Linked DNA regions of Zea mays: regions 1, 3 and 4 are each linked to region 2. Evidence: chromatin contacts called from public Hi-C data. All regions are on one chromosome and are shown on one strand. The core of a region is the stretch at or near the end of the contact, and the rest is flanking DNA. Distances in the headings are between cores, read along the strand shown.

Region 1 (3,487 bases), core at 143-2,642, 300 kb before region 2:
GACATTTAGAAGCCAATACATATGATCATTACCAGGGTTATGCTCTCCTTGAGATGGATCCCATGGACCAACAAAGGAATTAGTCCAAGTACTTAGAAAACCTTCACTTTGTAAGTGAAGATAAGCCGAAAGCACAATGCTATTAAGAGCATCTTTCTGCTCGACCTTTGAACTGAAATAAGAACGTGTATACACAAAACAAGCAAATGATTCCAAACATAAATAACGAATGCCCAAAGACAACTAAGATAAAGCACAAAAGGCCATCAAAGAAGCATATACAGCACCTTTTCTCAGACGCTGCACTTGCATCGGGTTCGATAGGAAGAAACTGAAACCAAGAAACTGTTTGGAGCTCCCCCTGTTAGGGAAAAATATAACAATGAGAATCTAGATGGTTTGAAGAGGTATGCCAGTCATGATATGAAAGCCTGGGTAGTCAAATTTGCTGAATGGCCCAAACAAAAAAATGAGTTGCAACTTCTGGGTTTGACAATGTAAAATGTGTTGGCCTGAGTTGTAAAAATGCTCTGGTCACAAATTCATGGCATTTCTTTCTCTTCGAGGTCTCGAGATGCTTCTTTAGAGATTGTTTTTTCATCACAGCATATTTGCGGTACTTACAAAGGAACTATTGCTTCGGATAATTGTCATATAATAACAATGACATTAAGAAATGCATTATGTTGCTCAAATTGGAAAGAATATCAACTTGAAATGGCTGAGAACCAGATGATGTGAATCACTTAGCGAGAAGCTACAATCAAATAAAAAACTTAAAGCAAGCATATTCCAAAATGGAACAAATTGCCAAGTTTTGGTGCTGCACAAATGGAGCCACATCAGATAGTGAGAGAATATAACAAAGAGTGGGGAGAGGGGCAGGAGTAAGGTCTGACTTACTATTTTGAAAATGTTCGTCCACATAGTTACTGCCAGGTTCCAAAAAGCGGCACTAAGCGCACGCTTCAGCAAGCTGAAGCGCTAAGAGGACGTGTAACGCTTCGCTTTGGGGCATAAGCGCTCCCAAAGCGGCGCAACCCCTTTGTTGGAGCAGCGGCTGCTGGCTCCCGCTGCCCTCAGGCCGCGCGCGGCGCAGCCTGAGGGGTCGGGCGCCGTTGACGATCCACCGGAGGCGGGAGGAGAGAGAGAAGCACGCACGCAGAACACCGGCCGGTGTGCGGAGGACCGGAGGCGAAGGCGCGAGGTGACTGATGAGAGGCGGGAGGGGAAGACGCTGACGCCGCCTCTACGAGCCCGAGCCTGAGCACCGCCGCCGCGGCTAAGAGCCCGCGCCTGAGCACCGCCGCCGTCGCCTGCGGAAGATGGAGCGCCGGCGCTGCGTGGAAGACGAAGATGGGAGATGCAGTGCCTTCGCTGGGTAAAGAAACGTGTGGGTCTGGTGGAACTTGGGCTTACGCTGAATTAATTAGATGGGGGAGATGGGCCACCAAATAAAAGTTCATACTATCATTTTTCTCTTTTTTTCTAATGTTTTTTTAACACATCGTCACATAATTCAATACCCGTACGTTGTGACAGCGTATAAATTATTTGATAAATATTAATACACAAAATTATATAAAACGAACAACATATAGATTATCAACCCTATATCTCACAAATTAACACTAATGACATGAAATTTATGTGCAATTTAAATAGTAATAAAATACATTGATATGCAAAAATATTATATGTTATTCTATACTTTTATTATTATCATCAAAAGTGGACGTTTACATATCTTAAAAGGTATATAAGATTGTACATGTGCTTTGTCATTGATAAAAAATAAACGATGATAAATATGTAGCGAATATTAATCAACACATTGATTCTATAGAAGGATAGTATTATCATATAAGTCTCGTGAGCATCCAGGTAATGGTATCGTCGAAATTAGGAAACAAAACGATAAAAGAGGAACAACAACAACAACTGGGCACATACTTGAACAACATACCCTAATTAGTCATGCCCATTAGCAATTACCATGTACTTAGCATTGTCGGACTTTTATGAACTTTATGAGGACTCAATAGATAATTTTAAAAACAACGTCTCATCTCTCACCTGGAAAGAGAAAAAAGTTGGATATACTCTAACGCGATCAGAAAAAAATGAGATGTACGATAATGCTCAAGAAATAGATGCTAACCTTAGCTCTTGTCAGAATAATCTTGCCGGAAACAAAAATCAGTAGCACGATTTTTGGCTGCTTCATTCGATAGATCAAGCCAGTGAAGAGCTTTCCTTAATAATGGGAAGTGAAAGGTCGAGCAAAATGTGAGGACAGTAGCAGGAAAAATCAACAAGGTGACTGAGAGAATTATGTTAAAAAGGATGAGGAATGTAACTTATTCTTAAATCAATTCACAATTAAAATAAAGAGAGGCCAGAAATTTGTGTAGCAACCTGATAGATGAATTGGGAAAAACAGTGACACCCTTAAATCAATTCACAAAAGTGTGAAGATAGACATGGTTGACTCACAATTAAAATAAAGGGAGATCATGGATCTGTATAGCAGACTGATAAATGAATTGGGAAAAAATAGTGACACCCTTAAATCGATTCACAAAAGTGTGAAGATAGACAAATGTGACACAACACATTTTCTTCCTAATTCAACAATTTACCGCAACTAAGAATGGCATTATATGGGAGTACTTTACCATAGACACAGAAGTTAAGGATAGAGACACAGAACTGAAACAACACATTGTATAGAAGTATGGACTAATAAGACAAAGGATAGGGCTAAGGGGATTGGATCACCTTGAACAGGTTAATCTTCGTGATCTGACAAGAACTGCAACATGTTGAACATATTAAACTGGTATATAGGACATAGTTTAAACCATCAAATTTTTTGGATAAGTCTACAGTTTTGTCGGGTATCATAATTAGGGGTACCCCCAACACTCCTAAACTCGGCTGGTAATCACCATCAGCACAAACTGCAGAGACTGATGGGCGCAATTCAGGTCAAGGCTTCGTCTACTCAAGGGACGCGATCTCGCCTCGCCCGAGCCCAGCCTCGGGCGGGAACTGTAGTCCCAGGCGAATTCACGCCTCGCCCGAGGGCCTCCTCAAGCAACGGGCGCACCCTCGACTCGCCCGAAGCCCAGCTCGGGCAGGCTTCGTTGTGAAGCAACCTTGGCCAAATCACCTCACCAACCGACCGTATCGCAGGCGCATTCAATGCAAGGATCGTCTGGCACCTTATCCTGACACGCGTGCCTCAGTCGGCAAGGTCGAAGTGACCGCAGTCACTTCGCCCTCCCACTGACTGACTTGACAGGAAAACAGCGTCGCTCGCCCCTCTCCGACTGTTGTGCCACCCGCCAGGGTGAGGCTGACAGCAGCTGAGTCCAGCCTCAGGCGCAACAGGAAGCTCCACCTCGCCCGACCCCAGGGCTCGGCCCCCGCCTCGGCCTCGGAAGGTGGTCTCCGCCTCGCCCGACCCTAGGGCCCAGCCTCA
Region 2 (3,321 bases), core at 199-2,698:
GTTTTTTTTCTCCAAAATAAATAATAAAAAAACTCTGAATTAGACGACTACGATCGATCCAAGTAAACAATGGTAGATAAATGGTTTCATTTTGAAACATGGCATAGTAGTAGAACCAAAACAAAAATACTCTGTATGCTGTTTGCACTTGCAAGTTCTACTGCCACCCATGGTAGTTTAAGTGATTAATCGTGCAAGCTGATCTGTCCTTTTTGAAATTATTTCGAGGGGACAAAATCATTGCAGCAGTGCCGTGTGTATGTAGATTATTTTGAAGCAGTAAAGATTATCTGTAATTCGATGTTGAATTTAGAGACAGAGAATTAGTGCAAGAACACACACTTCCTGCTATATATAGCTTTTTCTTCTGCGATCAAGTAGTCAGAGATTCAAACAAAAACATCACATATATATACATATTCGGATAGGAATGTCGATCTAGTGTTCCGGATCTGCTAAAATCTATATGCAAATCTAACATGAAAAGTAACATAAGATGAAGAATATATATACCTGCTTTCCCAAATCAGAGAGATATATGTGACGAAAACCTTGCAGAGATCTCTACTAGTAGTAGCTGCAGCAATAGTACGTAGAGGTGCAGGTGGAGACAGGAATGGACCTCTATTTTTATCTTTGGTCTCCCTGTCTCTTGCTGATCTATGTGTGGGTATTCTCTCCCCAGCTAGCTAGCTAGGTCATTATCTGGTTCAGATCCCAAGAAGAATGTTACAACAGATAGAGATTGATGATACACCTACGTACGTACAACAAGAAGATTAATTGATCCATGAGCAAAAAAAAAAAAGAATCGAATGATACGAAAAATAGCACACAACAACCTAGCTACGTAAGAAGAGAACTATAGTAGCATCGATCTGCAGAGAGTATACCTACCTCTTGCTATGACATGCATGCATGCATGAGAGTTCATGGATCTCTGCGCGCTTGAGAATCAATTCAGTGCATGCGCGCAAGCTCGACCGATCGATCTTGTCTGTTAATCTCTAGATTGTCCCTGTCTCTGCTGCCTCTCCCCTAACCTAGCTAGCTGTTTTTAGCACACACAGAGAGAGAAGCTATGGGATCGGAGGAGAAAGAGGGAGGGACCGAGGAAGATCAAAGGGAGGCCAGCGAATGAAGCTAGGACGACTGCCGTGCAAACGGGAACGGAGACGAACGGGGTTGCGCGCTGCCGATCCAATCCAACTAATAAATGAACTGACCGGATTAATTGATCTACCTCTTGTATGTATATGGGGAAAACAAAGCAAGAGCCGCCGAGAAGAGTGAGCTAGCTAGCTGGAGTTAGAAACAGATGGATCGGAGCTCGATTTGCAATCTATGGCGGCGGTGAGAATATTAGGCAAAGGCGGCAACAGTGAAAGAGATGGAGGTGAGGAAGAAGAGAGTAGCTAGGGTACGGTGCAGCTTGCAGGCTCGCTCGCAGTGGAGAGAGGCAGGGAGGAGACGTAGAAGAACAGCGACCCCTTCCTTAACTTTGTCTAGCCCCGGCCCCACCTCCACACCGTGTGGGACCCGCGAAGGTGGACCCCACCCACCCGACCAGCACCAAACAAATCCCACGTCCACTGCCTCGCGCCATCATTCCTTTCACATCTCTTTCTCTCTATCCATCTATCTACTATATTAAAGTACCAGTTTTTCTAGCCCTACGTTTTTTTATACTTCCCATATTTAAATAGTAAAATTATTAAAATTATGTATAATCTACCTACTATATTAAAATATCAGTTTTTCTAGCTCCACCGTCATTGTACTCCCCACATTTAAATAGTAATTTTTTAAAATTATGTATAAATAAGAATTTGAACAATGACGATTAACTCTAAACTCACATTCAAATCTAACTAACCAATAGAACGTATATATATATATTTATATTTTATATTCTATACTTAAACATAAATAAAAATCGTAACAACATACAGACACTTCACTAGTCTTCTTCAATTTACTTATCCCTCCTTCGATCTTATATTTTTGGAAACATGATATTTTGATGCACATAGTGCATATATAAAATAGTACTCATTCATTTTAGATATAGTATCCTTTATTATATTTTGCAAACAATACCCTCCCAGCACGATAAAAAATGATAGTGGACAGTGGTAGAGAATGTTTTTTTTGGCAAAATATACAGAATAACGGAGGACATTGGATCTAGAATAGATGGATACAATCTGTACTACTCTTAAGAATACAGTGTAGGCGTCCACATGGTGTGGTGCACGGTTCTGCCCCCTCCCCCCGACATCCTCCCCTCCGCTCCGCTCTCGGATGGTGGTAGCGCTTTTGTCGCCGCCATCAACGGTCTCATTCATCCATTCCCCTCCCAGATCTCGTGCTCATTCCCACGCTGAAATCCTCCTCCACCACGCCCTTCCATCGACGACGACCTACCCACGCGCTGCGCACGCCCCAGTCTTCGTCACTCTAACTGCGCCCTTCCATCGACGACGGACTACCGAAGCGCCGCGCCAAAATCCTCCCCCCACGCGCCCTCACCTGCACCCCCGCTTGCAATGCCCCTGCCCGCCTCTCCGCCGTGGCAGCCATCTCCGCATCCGTTGTGAGATCTCCGCCCTTCCCCCAAAACCCCGCTCTGCACCCCTCCCTAAGCTCCACCGCGTCATTCCTGCCCTATCCCCTTCCTCCTCCCACTCCGACGCACACAAGGAAGCCGTTAAGCAGCGCTGCCACTTCCACCTCGAAGTCCCTCATGGCGCTTGAGGCCTGCTGTCCCTCCCCCCCGCTGCCGAGGCTCGCGTCGGCTGGAGGTCCACGCTCGCCCCCAGAGATTGCTCCCTCCATGAGGAGCTGAAGGCAGCGGCGTCGCGAGGGCTGTGGCAGGAGCTCGACACCGAGCGGGCCTCCGCGGAGACAGCAACCAGATCTGGCTCGACCCTCTTCGCTTTATTTGAGCTCCTCGCGCTCTCGACCTTCTCCAAGGTACGCACTCCACCCTTCAGCATCCTGCTTTGTTACACCGGGATCCACTATTGGACTTGGGTTAGGGTTTCTTCATTCGTTTGTTTTCGTGTCGATTAGGTGGCATGCAGCATAATGCTGCCCAAATAGAAGGCGCGCGGCCACACCGGTTCGGTGGAGGAGGATGCGGGGGTGACGGCGGGGGCCACCTCCCACTAGGTCGTCTTCGCCTTCTCCGAGCTCCCTCCGATCAGTATTTTCAAGGACCAAATTGACACGAATGCAGACTTGTGGTAGAGTAATCTTTGAGACAGAACTAGCAGTTTTGGTGATTGGTGATTCGTGAAGGCACAATCTACTGAAGTT
Region 3 (3,306 bases), core at 391-2,890, 360 kb before region 2:
AATCACATGTTATAGCCAAATCAGACCACCCAAAACTAAATGCCCCGCCGCCGGATCCCCCTTCCTCCAAACATCACGTCGCGACGTCTCTAACCAGAAAGCGAACCAGGCATGAGGCGGCGGCGCCAGCATGGGCAGATCGGGACGGCCCGAGCCAGTGTTCGGAGCGAGGAGAGGAAACAGGAGAGGGAGAGCTGGAGGGCGAGAGGAGATGGGAAAGGGAGAGAGCTGGAGGGTGAGAGGAGAAGGCAGAGTCTGACCTCAGCAGCGACGACTGCGAGAGGAACCCTAGCGTGAGCTCCAGGTGAGGACAGAGGCTGCTGTGAGAGGACCCTGGCCCTAGCGCGAGCTCCAGGCGAGGCAGCGACAACCTTAGTGTGAGCTCCACGCGAGGATAGAGCTGCGAGAGGACGGAACGAGGGAAGTCTGGCTCTCCAGGAACGGAGATTCTGGACGTATCTGACGGGCCTAGATGAGATGGGTACTTTGCACGAGCGTAGTCTGGCTCGGACATTTGTTCAAGCAACCGAACACACCGGCATGTCTAAAACTTGTATCCAACGTGTCCTGCACGAGCGCACACAGGCAACCAATCAGCCCCTGAATGAATGAAGGAATCCTAGACTGAATTGGTGCAGCAGGCATGGAATCAGCGGCGAATCCAAGGGGTATGCCGGGTATGCACTGGCATACCCTGCAGAACCAGTATAATGTATATAGTATACATGGTATATATATGTACATAATATAGTATTTCATTTGAACAATTTATATCAAAAATTGTTGTCGTATTGTATATGGTTTTATCAAGTTCGAATATTGTTTTACCGAATCATAAAATTGTTTACCGAATTGCATAAGGCATTTTTGTATCGCATACCCTATGGTTAAATCCTAGACCCGCCACTGCATGGAATGCTAGTCACTGCTACTACTGTGCTAGTTTTAGTACTTCATCTATCACTGTATTAGAATGGTTAGCTTAGCTACATTCTATAGAATAGATGATACGTACATAGATTGTAGTAGAGCAAAGTAGATGATGATGCGCTCCAACTAGGAATGGCCATGGAAATTCATGTCGGGTTTTAGCTTTCTATCCTTGTTCCCGTGACGATTTTTTTTACCGCGAACACTTGTGGGGGATATTTTTTCCATCCCCGTTCCTCGCAAGGATAAATCTCTGTCCGGATCCCTCTCCCCTAAACATTGTCTCCTATACACATTATCAGATGTAAAAAAATTAGTATGTGTACATTAAAATAAACATATTTATATAATAAGTAATCTTTTAATAATGTAATTATTTATTTTTATCATTAACTATTATATTATTATACGATGAAAACGTCGTCACATATAAATTTAGCGGGTCCTCGTGGAAAACAGAGATAGAAAATGTTTCTCATCCTATCCTCGTGTACCTGTGGAGAGGAAAAAAATCTCGTTTACATCTCCATGAAAAGAAGAAACTTCTATCCTCATTTTCTATCTCTAGCCAGCAGACCGGTGGTTTCTTTTTCTTTTTCTTATCATTGATGCGCCACAGAGAGTGAAGTTGTAGTACGTCTTCACTGGAGGGAAGACGTATCCAGCCTCCACGTACCATCTTCTTCTTTCCCGCCTCTGCTGCTGCAACAGCCTGTCCGTCTCCTCCTCCCTTATCCTCTTCTACCTCCACCTGGCAGGCACTCCCCACCTTGATGATGGCTCCTCCGCCTCCCCTCCTCTCCCCCACCGCCGCCTCCCGGCACACCCCGCTACTAACGGCGCCCTCCGCTTTGCTTCCTCCAGCCTCCATCCGCTTCTGTGCTCCTCGCCACCGCCCATGCCGACGCCCTCGCCTCCCCCTATCCGCCGCAGACGGCGACGCCTCCACCTCCTCCACCGTGTCCGCTGCCAACCAACGGGGCTCTTCCGCTTCCTCCGTCCTCACCTTCCAGCAGGCCATCCAGCGCCTCCAGGTTCGTTTCGTTCGCAGCACGAATCAAATTTCACGACTAACCACCCACCCCACCCCTCTTCAAATCCGATTGCGATTCCACAGGAGTACTGGGCCTCCGTAGGATGCGCCGTCATGCAGTGTAGCAACACCGAGGTAACCTGCTGCTTTGCTTCTCCCGCCTTGTTTGTTACTTATTACCCGACACTTACTAGCATCAAATCCAGGTTGGAGCGGGCACAATGAATCCTCTCACATTTCTTAGGGTCTTAGGTCCTGAGCCATGGAATGTCGCGTAAGTTTGCCTTCTCATCATTCATCCTAACTGTGAACTATCAAAACATTGACAGAGGCTACTACAGTGCTACCTTTCCTTTTTCTTTTAACTGTTTGTTGTACTGCATGTATTTTGATTCTCAAGTTACGTGGAGCCAAGTATAAGACCAGACGACAGTCGCTATGGGGACAATCCCAATAGGCTTCAGCGCCATACTCAGTTTCAGGTTGACTCAAGTTTTTGCTTCTTTTTTGTCTCGTCTTTCTTTTTTTATTTGATTGGTCAAACCATTACCCGTACCTGATTCCAGGTAGTTAACCATTCCTATCAATAGGTAATTCTGAAGCCTGATCCTGGAAATTCGCAAGATCTCTTTCTGCACAGCCTTTCAGCAATAGGTATTGCTAAATAATACTATCCGCCTTCCCTTCAGTTCTACTAGACGCTTTGCACAACCAAGGAAGACTAATGTGATGAATATTTTTACTTTTTGGTATTAATTAATGGAAGTCCCAATTGGTACATGATGATGTTCTATGTTTCCCTCTTTCACATTTTTTATGAATATATAAATGGAGTCAGTGATTGGTCGAGTTGTTTGTCTCACAGGTATTAACATCCATGAACATGACATCCGCTTCGTTGAAGACAACTGGGAGAGTCCGGTGAACTTTTACCTTCTTTTCGGTGTTCTTTCTTTTTACGCCAGCACATGTTATCTGGCTAAGTAAACTCCAACAAATTTCTTATTCATGACAGGTTCTTGGTGCTTGGGGACTGGGCTGGGAGGTTTGGATGGATGGCATGGAAATCACACAGTTCACATATTTTCAGCAGGTAGAACTAATCAAATAGTGTGTATTACTTCATGACTCTTGCTAAAATCACATTGGGACCACACAGCTGTTTGGTCTGCATATTTCCTCTTGGTGCCAAACGCCCTCTTAGACCATCTCCAGCAGGTCATGTATTTAGCCGTGCAAAGTACTGTTTTGCATTGTTTGCAGAGTGAAGTTTGAAATAGGGAGTGTCTGTTTTCTTTTTGGGTCGCCTTCCTATAATTGTTTGTAATGGATCCGGGCAAGAT
Region 4 (3,292 bases), core at 601-3,100, 320 kb before region 2:
TTTATCTAGGTCCAAATATTAGTTGAGAACAAAAAGAGCTTTGACCTCAGACGAGCTCTCACCTTATTGGCAGGGGTGCAACCCATAGCAATAGAGAGTGATGTTATAGATGAGGTCAGTATGCATTTCAGATAATGTTTATGTACTATGTTTGTTTAGTATAGGGTTCCTGACAGATTTAAAATCCTTTTTAGGCAGTACAGTTCGTCACAAGGAGACTGGAACAGCTTCTGGTACATATTATCTATCTTGATCTTTAATGACAGTTGAGTATACACATATTAGGTTTTTCATTGTGGGTGTTAGCTAGGGATAGAGATACAGTGGTACACACACTGGTATATTTTTCATGGAAACAAAAAAAAATTGTTGGGATGGTTATCATTATTTCTCCAACTGTTATGGGGCAGACCCAGCGCCGGAACGGATACATCTGCATTTCATTTAGAACTCATTTTGCTCCATGTCATCAAACTGGTCGATGGAATCCATTGCCCTTTTGAAAGTGGCATTTCTTCTTGTCATTGCCATCAGGTGGATGAGGGAATTAACTGCGAGATAGTCCGATCAGTGCTTATGGAGCGTGCAAACTGCCCTTATCTAGCAGCACAAACAGCGACCGAAGTAAGATGTTATGTGCCCCACACACCTATCCGTCCCCAAAGATTCTACAAAATACAAATAGTTTTTGTTTGTGCGGACACTTGCAGATGGAAGCATTTTCGAGAACAGAAACATTTCAAAAAATCGTTGAAGCGTATTCAAGGCCAACAAGGATCATCCGTGGAAAAGAAATTGAGTCTGCTTTGGAGGTACTGTTTTAAACATGTACCATCATAATTCATAAACTGTGATTTCAGTTCAAATTATGGTGAAGTTTTTGACTCGCAACTACCCCATCACCAGTCTTGACTATGCGGTATTTCTCTCCTGCCTCTGATTTTATGTGTAGGTTGACCCACACGTATTTGAGAAAGATGAAGAGAAAGTTTTGTGGAGCGCCTACTTGGAGGTTGCTGATAAGATCCATCCTGGTACATGTTTTTCATATCCATTTTTCATTTCAATTTAAATGTTCATTTGTCTGATTCCTCCAACTACCCATTCTGTAGGTGTTGATATTAAGACCTTTGTGGATGCTTCTCTTATCCTGATACAACCCCTAGAAGATTTCTTCAATAGTGTCTTCGTGATGGCGGTGAGTTTTGTGAGGCCCTTGAAAAACTTAACTTGTGCTGATGAGTGAGAGTGATGATGGTGTATATTATGCGCAGGAAGACGAGAGAGTTCGCAACAACCGGCTAACGTTGCTGAGGAAGATTGAGAGTTTGCCCAAGGGGATTGCGGACCTGTCAGTTTTACCTGGGTTTTAAGCTGCCTATTCCAGCCAGGGGGTGTGAGCAATAGCCGTAGCGGAGAGATGATTTTGATTTTACAAGTATTTCTGATTAAAGGAAAAAAAAACGTCGTCGCAGTAGGGCACGGCAATCCCAGTAAACGCTGTACTTGTAATTCTGATTAATACAGTCAACAAACGGAATCATATCTCAAATCTTGTGTCGACAAACAATACAGACCTAAAAAAAGAGAAAAAGGTTACAGCATCCACCTGTAAGTTATCAGGGTTATTGCAAAATCAGTCTACAAAGCTCGTCAAATGTGCCCTCACATACCTACCTAGCTAGATATTAATTGTACATGACAATTAGTGAGTTGTCTCTCCCTTAGGTTCAGATAGATACTTATCTGCGTAGTGTAGAAGCCGCCGCATCCTTAGGACCATGTCACAGTGAAAGGGCAGTGCTGTGCGCCTTTCTGTGTACACCGGGCTTACTGTCAACCAAGACAGAGAGTGAAGCTCCGCGGCCACAGCTTCCAGCACACTATGCATCTCCATCTCACACTCACGACCTGTTGTCTCCTGACTCAAGTTCCTTGCCTGTTTGCTGCCGCCGCCGCCGCCTCGGCTCATCTTCTCTTGAACAGTCCCACTGCTGCCTCCATAGTGATCGATGATGCTGACTGAGAGAACAGAGGGCTGTTCATCCTTGGTGAGTTGTGCAGAGTCCCTCCTAACAGGTGGGACGGCTTTCGAGACGACATAGCCCATCGCTAAAGGAATCGCAGTCCCTTTGCTGTGCAGTAGATGGGCAAGCGGCGGTGACTCCGATGTGAGGCATGTCGGGAGCTGTAATGTTGCAGGAGAGAGGTATCTCATACTTGGCGAAGGAACTAGAAGGTACGAGTGTGACGCTGACATTGACCCAATGGACTTCACTGGAGTGAAACCTTCCAGGTAACTCCAAGGGCCACTGCTGCCTTGACTCCCTTCGCCTGTAAAAAGTGTTCCAAGTTTAATATCTTTTACCATTGATCTCCTTGAAAAACATTGAAATGAATTTTTAATCTGTGTTGGTCTAGGTGCTTACCAGCTGAAGCAGGTCTGCTCAGTAGATCTGCTTGGCATGTGAGATGCAACGAATGATCTTGGGAAACTGCAACCAAACTGATGCTACGAACTAAGTGCAGTGATCCCCTTGAAGTGTCCATTCCACTTTGTTCCACAAGGATCTGTTTTTTGTTGCCAGATTGTCCAAGTGCACCTTTCATGAAGCTTGATTTTGGATGAGGGCTATACAGAGGGTTTGGTGAGGAAGGCATGTTTCTATCTTGAATTAAGGCCATGTCTTGCTGCTGCTGCTGCTGGAGCGTAGGACCATTTGAACTAGGTGGAATACCCTCAGGTATGGATCGCCGTAACTGCACAGGCCACTTCTTCACTTCATTGCCACCATAAGAGTATATTGCCTTCTGCCATTCTGCGGACAAAACATATTAGATCATCGCGTTAGTCTCGAAACAGAAGGTATCTCAGTTCCTGATAAAAACAAGTGAGTACCTTGGATTTCAAGCTCAAGGAAACCTCCGATACGAGTTATTATGACATCTCGTGGTCTCATATTGCTAGCCTCAGGTGAAGACGACATTATTTGACAGCCTTGCTGTAGAATTTGGATGAAAAGGCTTTGGAGAACTTTAGTGTCTTGGCGGCTACTAATACCACCAAAAGGAAATATTAAGCTGTCCAATAATTCTCCTCTAGCATCTGTCCAAATGCACACTAGCCATCGCCAGTCCTCAGTCCAACCATAACAGCAATGAAGACTTGCTGCACTGTCACTCTCAGATACGTCGAGTAGAGGGCTCACTCCACTATCAGAGTTACTTCCTGAAATTGAGCCATATACCCTGCTGCCAGATGCATCTGCTCCAGATTTTGATGGTTCCATTA

What was found. Hi-C and Micro-C count contacts between places; a contact is called where the count stands out from the background.
Region 1: a Hi-C map of endosperm shows a contact between it and region 2, with 4 times the contacts expected there. The contact joins the promoter of LOC100279985 here to the promoter of LOC100281519 in region 2. A contact is called at or near these places in 9 of 25 Hi-C or Micro-C datasets (bundle sheath, ear, endosperm and 4 more) and 1 of 3 datasets of contacts at active chromatin or transcription factors (seedling).
Region 3: a Hi-C map of leaf shows a contact between it and region 2, with 2.9 times the contacts expected there. The contact joins the promoter of LOC103638191 here to the promoter of LOC100281519 in region 2. A contact is called at or near these places in 2 of 25 Hi-C or Micro-C datasets (leaf and tassel).
Region 4: a contact with region 2 is called in a Hi-C map of leaf, with 4 times the contacts expected there. The contact joins the enhancer-like site here to the promoter of LOC100281519 in region 2. A contact is called at or near these places in 3 of 25 Hi-C or Micro-C datasets (bundle sheath, leaf and root tip).

Annotation. Positions count from the first base shown.
Region 1 is chr9:30,373,884-30,377,370 of Zm-B73-REFERENCE-NAM-5.0, reverse strand. It overlaps LOC100279985, which reads right to left and starts at 1,392. Exons shown (of 23, transcript NM_001367120.1): 1 at 904-1,392; 2 at 288-361; 3 at 33-172. The coding sequence starts at 927.
Region 2 is chr9:30,078,917-30,082,237 of Zm-B73-REFERENCE-NAM-5.0, reverse strand. LOC100281519 reads right to left here and starts at 1,448. Exons shown (of 5, transcript NM_001154437.2): 1 at 898-1,448; 2 at 514-705.
Region 3 is chr9:30,437,702-30,441,007 of Zm-B73-REFERENCE-NAM-5.0, reverse strand. LOC103638191 (glycine--tRNA ligase, chloroplastic/mitochondrial 2) reads left to right here and starts at 1,640. Exons shown (of 37, transcript XM_008661180.4): 1 at 1,640-1,964; 2 at 2,048-2,098; 3 at 2,170-2,237; 4 at 2,364-2,445; 5 at 2,554-2,617; 6 at 2,829-2,884; 7 at 2,979-3,056. The coding sequence starts at 1,704.
Region 4 is chr9:30,395,214-30,398,505 of Zm-B73-REFERENCE-NAM-5.0, reverse strand. LOC100279985 reads right to left here. Exons shown (of 23, transcript NM_001367120.1): 21 at 2,900-3,292; 22 at 2,430-2,819; 23 at 1,605-2,334. The coding sequence ends at 1,706. It overlaps LOC103638191 (glycine--tRNA ligase, chloroplastic/mitochondrial 2), which reads left to right. Exons shown (of 37, transcript XM_008661180.4): 30 at 10-114; 31 at 195-233; 32 at 535-624; 33 at 711-812; 34 at 953-1,034; 35 at 1,113-1,198; 36 at 1,275-2,296; 37 at 2,422-3,292. The coding sequence ends at 1,373. Among protein-coding and RNA genes, the nearest start is that of LOC100279985, 21 kb to the right of the region's middle. Within about 2 kb of position 1,850, at least 15 of the 20 cell types and tissues checked have an H3K27ac peak or open chromatin away from gene starts, as enhancers often do. A contact at or near this core is called in bundle sheath, leaf and root tip, where this site is marked.